Regions from separate parts of the Solanum lycopersicum genome. Here region 2 is linked to region 1. Evidence: chromatin contacts called from public HiChIP or PLAC-seq data. All regions are on one chromosome and are shown on one strand. Each heading gives the region's core, a stretch centred on a gene start, on an enhancer-like site or on the middle of the called end of the contact. The rest is flanking DNA. Distances are from core to core; before and after follow the strand shown.

Evidence for each region. HiChIP or PLAC-seq counts read pairs in DNA pulled down with a chosen protein or histone mark.
Region 2: a contact with region 1 is called in an RNA polymerase II HiChIP or PLAC-seq map of leaf, with 6 times the contacts expected there. The contact joins the promoter of LOC101268835 here to the enhancer-like site in region 1. A contact is called at or near these places in 1 of 1 promoter capture datasets (leaf), 5 of 8 Hi-C or Micro-C datasets (leaf and leaf mesophyll) and 1 of 1 datasets of contacts at active chromatin or transcription factors (leaf).

Annotation. Positions count from the first base shown.
Region 1 is chr2:52,040,341-52,043,513 of SLM_r2.1, forward strand. No RefSeq gene overlaps it. Among protein-coding and RNA genes, the nearest start is that of LOC112940985, 4.0 kb to the right of the region's middle. Within about 2 kb of position 1,486, at least 2 of the 2 cell types and tissues checked have open chromatin away from gene starts, as enhancers often do. A contact at or near this core is called in leaf, where this site is marked.
Region 2 is chr2:52,099,051-52,102,117 of SLM_r2.1, forward strand. It overlaps LOC101268835 (protein DWD HYPERSENSITIVE TO UV-B 1-like), which reads left to right and starts at 1,624. Exons shown (of 11, transcript XM_010318865.4): 1 at 1,624-1,929; 2 at 2,226-2,292; 3 at 2,666-2,919. The coding sequence starts at 1,898.

The DNA.
Region 1 (3,173 bases), core at 236-2,735:
GGGTATAACAGACCCTTTTCCCAAGAATCAAACTACATAAACAAGAATATAATTATGAAATTAAAAAATATGTACTTTGAGGTTATTCAACTTTGAATTTTTACTTAGAAAGTCACTTAGCTTTAAGTTGTTTACTTAGAAAATCACGCAATTTTGTTTTGTAATTCAAAAGACATTCAACTATTGATGTTTCACTTAGAAAGTCACTCAATTATTTATATTTTACTTATAAAGTTACTCAACCAATTTAAATAATTTTTTCATTAAATTTTATCTTAAACTATTTCTAAAGAAACAACAAGATATCTATTTTAATTATTTATTGATGCGCTCCAATTAAATACGTAAAAATGTAGAGTAACAATTGCAAACACTAAAACTAAATTGTTAAAAGATTACCTAAAAAAGAAAATTTGGAATTGATAAGAAGTTATTAAAAAAAAGTAGCAGTAACGATCTTTTACTGTTTTTTATGGGAAAATGCATATTTCCCTCTCAATCTATGTTCGCAATTTCAGAGAATTACCCTTTGAACTTATTTTATAAGTAATTTTCTATCTCTTTTCGTCCTACGTGTTTGAAAAAAAAGTCAAATAATGTTGAGCCCACAAGATAGTGTCACGTAGGCCAAAAAGGATAGAAAATTATTACTAAAATAAGTTCAGGGGGTAATAGTGTTAGGATCGAATCCACACACACTTGATGAATGAAGAACACAAGAACTTTCAAGAGAAAGAGATGAGAGATCTAGAGAGAGAAAGAGAGAAATCAATATTTCGTGGTAACATCACGTAAGTAAACTTCCACGGCGGTGGGGTATATATTAATTATTCAGAGTATTTTTTGTTACAGAGAATAAATGGAGAATAAATAGTACAACCTAATAAATAGGATCTTTGTATAGTACAGTGTGTCTCTGAGATTTCGGGTATAGATTGAGGGGTACTTGTGCATTATCCGAAAAGATAGTAAAAAACAATAATTAAAATAAGCATCTTATTTATTTATTTTAAATATTTTATTAGTATTTTTACAAAATTTAATGAAAAAATTGTTAAAATTGATTAAGTGACTTTGTAAGTGAAATATAAATAGTAAAGTAACTTTCTAAGTGAAACACCAATAGTTGAGTGACTTTTGTGTTAAAAAACAATGTTAAATGACTTTTTAAGTAAACTTTTCGAAGTTGAGCGATCATATAAGATATTATCTCCTCTACTTAATAAACTACTCTAATAAACTTGAACACAAAGAAAAATTAACTTGAATGCTTTATAAGTAGACATTATTGCTCAAATACATTAACAAAAATAAATAAATATTATTTTTTTTATGTGCAAACAAATCCTTAACTTGGCCATCGTCTATAATATTATTATTAAGCAATATCAAGAAATGGAGGTAGGGTCGTACGGAGCTTTCCAATTCTTATCATCACCACCTACTATAACTCTTTTATTTTATTTTCTTCCTAAGTCAAGTTCATGTCTTCCGTGGACCACCATCATATTTCACGTGCTTTATAACTAATTATTTTCTGTTACTTTCTTGAGTGAAGCTTTATGGTATTAATCATTTTTTAAGGATAATGCACAAGTATCTCCTCAACCTACGTCCGAAATTTTAGAGACACACTTATACTATACTAAAGTTCTATTACCCCTTGAACTTATTTTATAAGTAATTTTATATCCCTTTTCGGCCTACGTGGCACTATCTTGTAGAAAAAAGTCAATCATCGTTGGGCGCACAAGATAGTGCCACGTAGGTTGAAAAGTGGCATAAAATTATTACTAAAATAAGTTCAGGAAGGTAATAAGTTCTTAGTATAAATATAAGCGTGTCTTTGAGATTTTGGGCATAGGTTAAGGGAGTACTTGTGCATTATCCCTTTTTTTATTAATAAGATAAAATCCTCAACAAGAATAAATACAAGTAAGGAGGACTAGATTTTACCTTACCAATTCTAATAAGGTCTTTCTACGATATTAATTTTGTAGAAATAGTTTTTTACTTAAAAAAAAATACTTTTTTTCGTTTGCATATTTAAGTCAAATTTGATTATTAGCAACTTAGGTTCAAATTGGTCAAAATTATAATTCATGCAATCATAACTTATTTAACTCACTCAAGTTTAGGTTTGATTATTAACCTTCCTCTCATCAAAGTTTGGGCTAAATATCTAACTTAAGATTTATGAAAAATATAATCAATTGTTTTATTTGATATATTATATATAGTACTAGCATTGAAAAATAATAATTTAAAAGCAATGATCTAGTGGAGTATTATACATTCATGATCCCGTTTTTAAAAGAAACATTCATCAAGTAAAACTAAACAAGTTTTGAAATATTGACTTAGACACCAACATTTAAACAAGAATCTAACAAAAAAGACAACTATGATCAACAAATGTATTCTGATGGGTTTTCTTTGGTATTGTATTTTAGTGGGCCTGGGCTGGTTGAGAAACAGTTGGGCTGAAGTGGGTTAGCTTGTGAATATGGGCTACCCCACCTCATCCGGGCTAATCGTACGTAGGCTTGCAGGGTTGCCGGGTCATCCCACTTTTGAAATAATAATATTTTTTATAATTATTAAATTAAATTAAATATTATAATTTAAAAATATTATCATAAATATCGACAAAACAATATTACATGATGTTACTATTACTAATTGTTAATCATATGCACAAATAAATTATCTTTATAATATTTATTAAGTTTTTTTTTTTCAATTAAAAGTATAAATATCTAAATAGAAATATTAACCTAATTGTTTTGAGTTTGGAATCTTTTTAACTTTAAATTTTAATATTATATTATATTTTTTAATTAATTTATATTGATCCACGGGTCGGCTCTACCGATATTTCTCAAGCCCATAAATTAGCAGGCTTATTCAAGCCGGACTAAAAAATCCTTTTCTTAAATGGGCTACATAAATCATAATCTAACCTTATTAAACCTCGGGTTAAGCCAAGCTGACCCAACAAACCTATTGATGGCTCTAGTTTGCTGGAACATAATAAAAGACCCAAAATTTGGTTTGTCCCAAATGGGTTTAGGGCAAAAATGGTGCAATAAAATAGGTTAGATTTGCAATTAGGAAATGGCCCAATATATTGCAATTTAGTTCCCCAATAAATTCAACAAGTTAACCAAATT
Region 2 (3,067 bases), core at 374-2,873, 59 kb after region 1:
GCAATATGCAAATAAACGTCAATAAACAATAAAATAACAATGAATCTATTAGATAAAAACTTACCAAATATTTCCATCAACTTGTGGAATCAAATAGAAAGAAAACTATAATATCATCATCATTGTTGATAATTGATTTAATTTAATTTCAACATGTGATACAAAATTCTTTGAAGATAGAAAAAGATTTAAAAACTACCACAATGTAATTGAAATGAACTCAGAGACCACACTATATAGTTAGATTAAAAGTTGAGTGGTCGTATAGAAAATTGGAAAGGACAAAAATAAATAGCAAATTAGATATAATTTATACTTATAATGGTATATGTACTTCTAGTAACGGTTGGCAAAATGATACAAAGAGATCTCATTGAATTTGTGAATAAAAATGAGGGGTGCATGGGGATTTACCATAGAAGTGGTTTTATTATTTATTCAATCTATATCTTTTTTTCTTTGAGTCATTAAAGTTGTTTACTCTATCCAATTAAATCGAATCTATTGTTCTCCTTATTTAAGATATAATTATTGTATATAGTGAAAGATGTAATTCAGTTCCAAAATCTCCTCATCTTTCCTTAATTAAGGCTCATAAATCATACTTTAATTATTTTGATTAGGAAAAATCATTTCGAAATTAAGATTTTATTGAATACATATGAAAGTTTAAAAAATCTATAAAAAAGAAAGAAAGAAAAACATATATAGATGCTGAGTTTTGGAGGTGTGAAATCACCATTTTCATTTCCCAACTATATAGTTATATATAGATATTCTAAACTAAATTTCGAGTAAAATTAGAATTGCACGATTAGTAATTTTTTTTCTAAAAACAAATAAATAGAATGAAGTTGAAGCAAAGAGCCGTTAAATAGATTTTAATGAAATGATAATAATGAGTAAAGTTTTTGGGTATAAATGTTAATGGTGTGTCAAACTTGTATTAATTAATTTTTTAGTTTATAAAGAGTAAAAATACACTTACCACTTATTATTATTATTATTTAATGTTTAATTCATTAGATATAATAATAACAATATGATATGATTTACTTAATATTTAACTAATTAGATGTTATATATATATATATATATATATATATGAATTAATCTAAGAAAATTCAAAAATTATTACTATTTTTATTAAATTTATTAAAATATTTTAATTTATAGGAAGATAAAATTGTAATTTAACTTTTGATATGATATGATATATATATAGAGAGGGGATTATGTTTTTTATTTGAATTTCTCAAGATTTTGGACCAGTCATATGCGTTACATTGAGTCTACTATAAGATAAGGATCTTTAACTTTGACAATGATAGGTGACCTTATGTTCAACTTTGATTTGATATTATATTATGATAAGCTTTGTTATATATTGTCATAAGCTCCTATAAAGATAAGAGATTTAAAATATTTTAAACTATCAAATTTATTAATTTCGCTTTAAAATTATTTATAGCTTAAAAACATTATTTATTTAAATATTGATATCTCTTGATATATTATTCGCAAACTCTTATACAACCATCAACTCTTAATTAAAAAATTGTATTATATTATCTATCAAATCAAGATTATATTTAAGTTCAATTAATCAACTATAAAGAATTTGTTTTCAAATAGTGAATATAAGAGTAAGGACCAATAATATGATAATGATAGGAGCTGGCAGTGCCTATCCTTTTGGTATGTTGTCTGTCTGATTTGATAAAGGGGATGAATAGTTACTCTGCTTATATCCATCCCCACCCCCATTTCAGCTCTCCAATAATGTCACTCACCAAGCAACCCATTTATGTCAAATCTTGAGCATTATTAGCATCAATTTCAACTCTTTTTTTTTCAGCTCAGAGTTTAATTTTGCACATATGAAAAATTGCTGACCATGTCTCTTCAAATCTCCTCCATTGTATCCAGGTATATTTTGGTCCAAGATTCTTCTTTTCTTGTTTAGCACTTGAGGTATATGTAGAAATTGACTCAAATAGATTAATAGTTCCTCCAATTCTTCTTAGTGGCAGAAAGTTTTCACTTAGGAATCTTGGTTGCTCACTCATTAGCACAATTTTCTTCAACTAGAAACATGGGTTTACTTTGTTATGAGGGGAATAAATCTCAACTCCACTCCACAAAGTAATTGAGATTTATTCCCCTCTTCATCTTTGGTACCTGTTACTTTACTCATCAAAGTCCCTCTTCATATTTGTTACTAGGTATCTGAATTCTTGCAAGCTACATGAGGTCCTGCCCAATACTGCTGTGTTATCTCAGTTTTATAAGGTGGACATCTTTTTAATTTTTAGTTACTCTCCTCTAATATATGAAAATAAACTATTGTATCTTAATTGAGCTATTTTCATTATTTTATCTCTTTCTCTCTGAATCTGTTGTTAAGTTTTTTTCTGGTTGATGTAAGATTTAGATAATTAGAGGGTTCAATATTTTGTTTATGACCAGGTGAAATATTAGTGAACTGATGGTTTGCAATAATAATGTTAGACTTACATCTAATCATAAATTTTACTGCAGTATTGCAATGTTCGATAATCTCTATTTCGTATTATTGTGAACTGATTATCTTGTTCTGTTAATAGTGTATCTTTGACGAATCAAATTTGATCACGATCATTAAGAGTTTAGTCGCCTTTTTCAGGCCAGTATGCAGGAGAAAGTTCAAAAGAGGAGCACTCTAGTAGTTCCACTTGATGAGCTTGAGGATGATGATATGTTGCCTCTTGTCGATATATTGCTTAATGTCCACCTTTACAATGTTGATGCGGTAGACATACTTTCCACGTCAAAATCGGTTGTGAATCAAGAATCTGTCGTGTCTTTAATGCGTGCAGTCAATTCAATACTCCGAAGTGTTGATCTTCAGGATACACTATTAAGAAAGGACATCTTGTGGTATGCCTGAATACTATTGTTTAATAGTGAAGTTTGGATATCATCTTGCCTTTCTCATTTGATCCTTCTCCAGCAACTAAAAGACTTAGAAAAAGAAACTATTTTTCTCTTAAATATATGACAATTAGAAAGAGGTGATATATAAGAT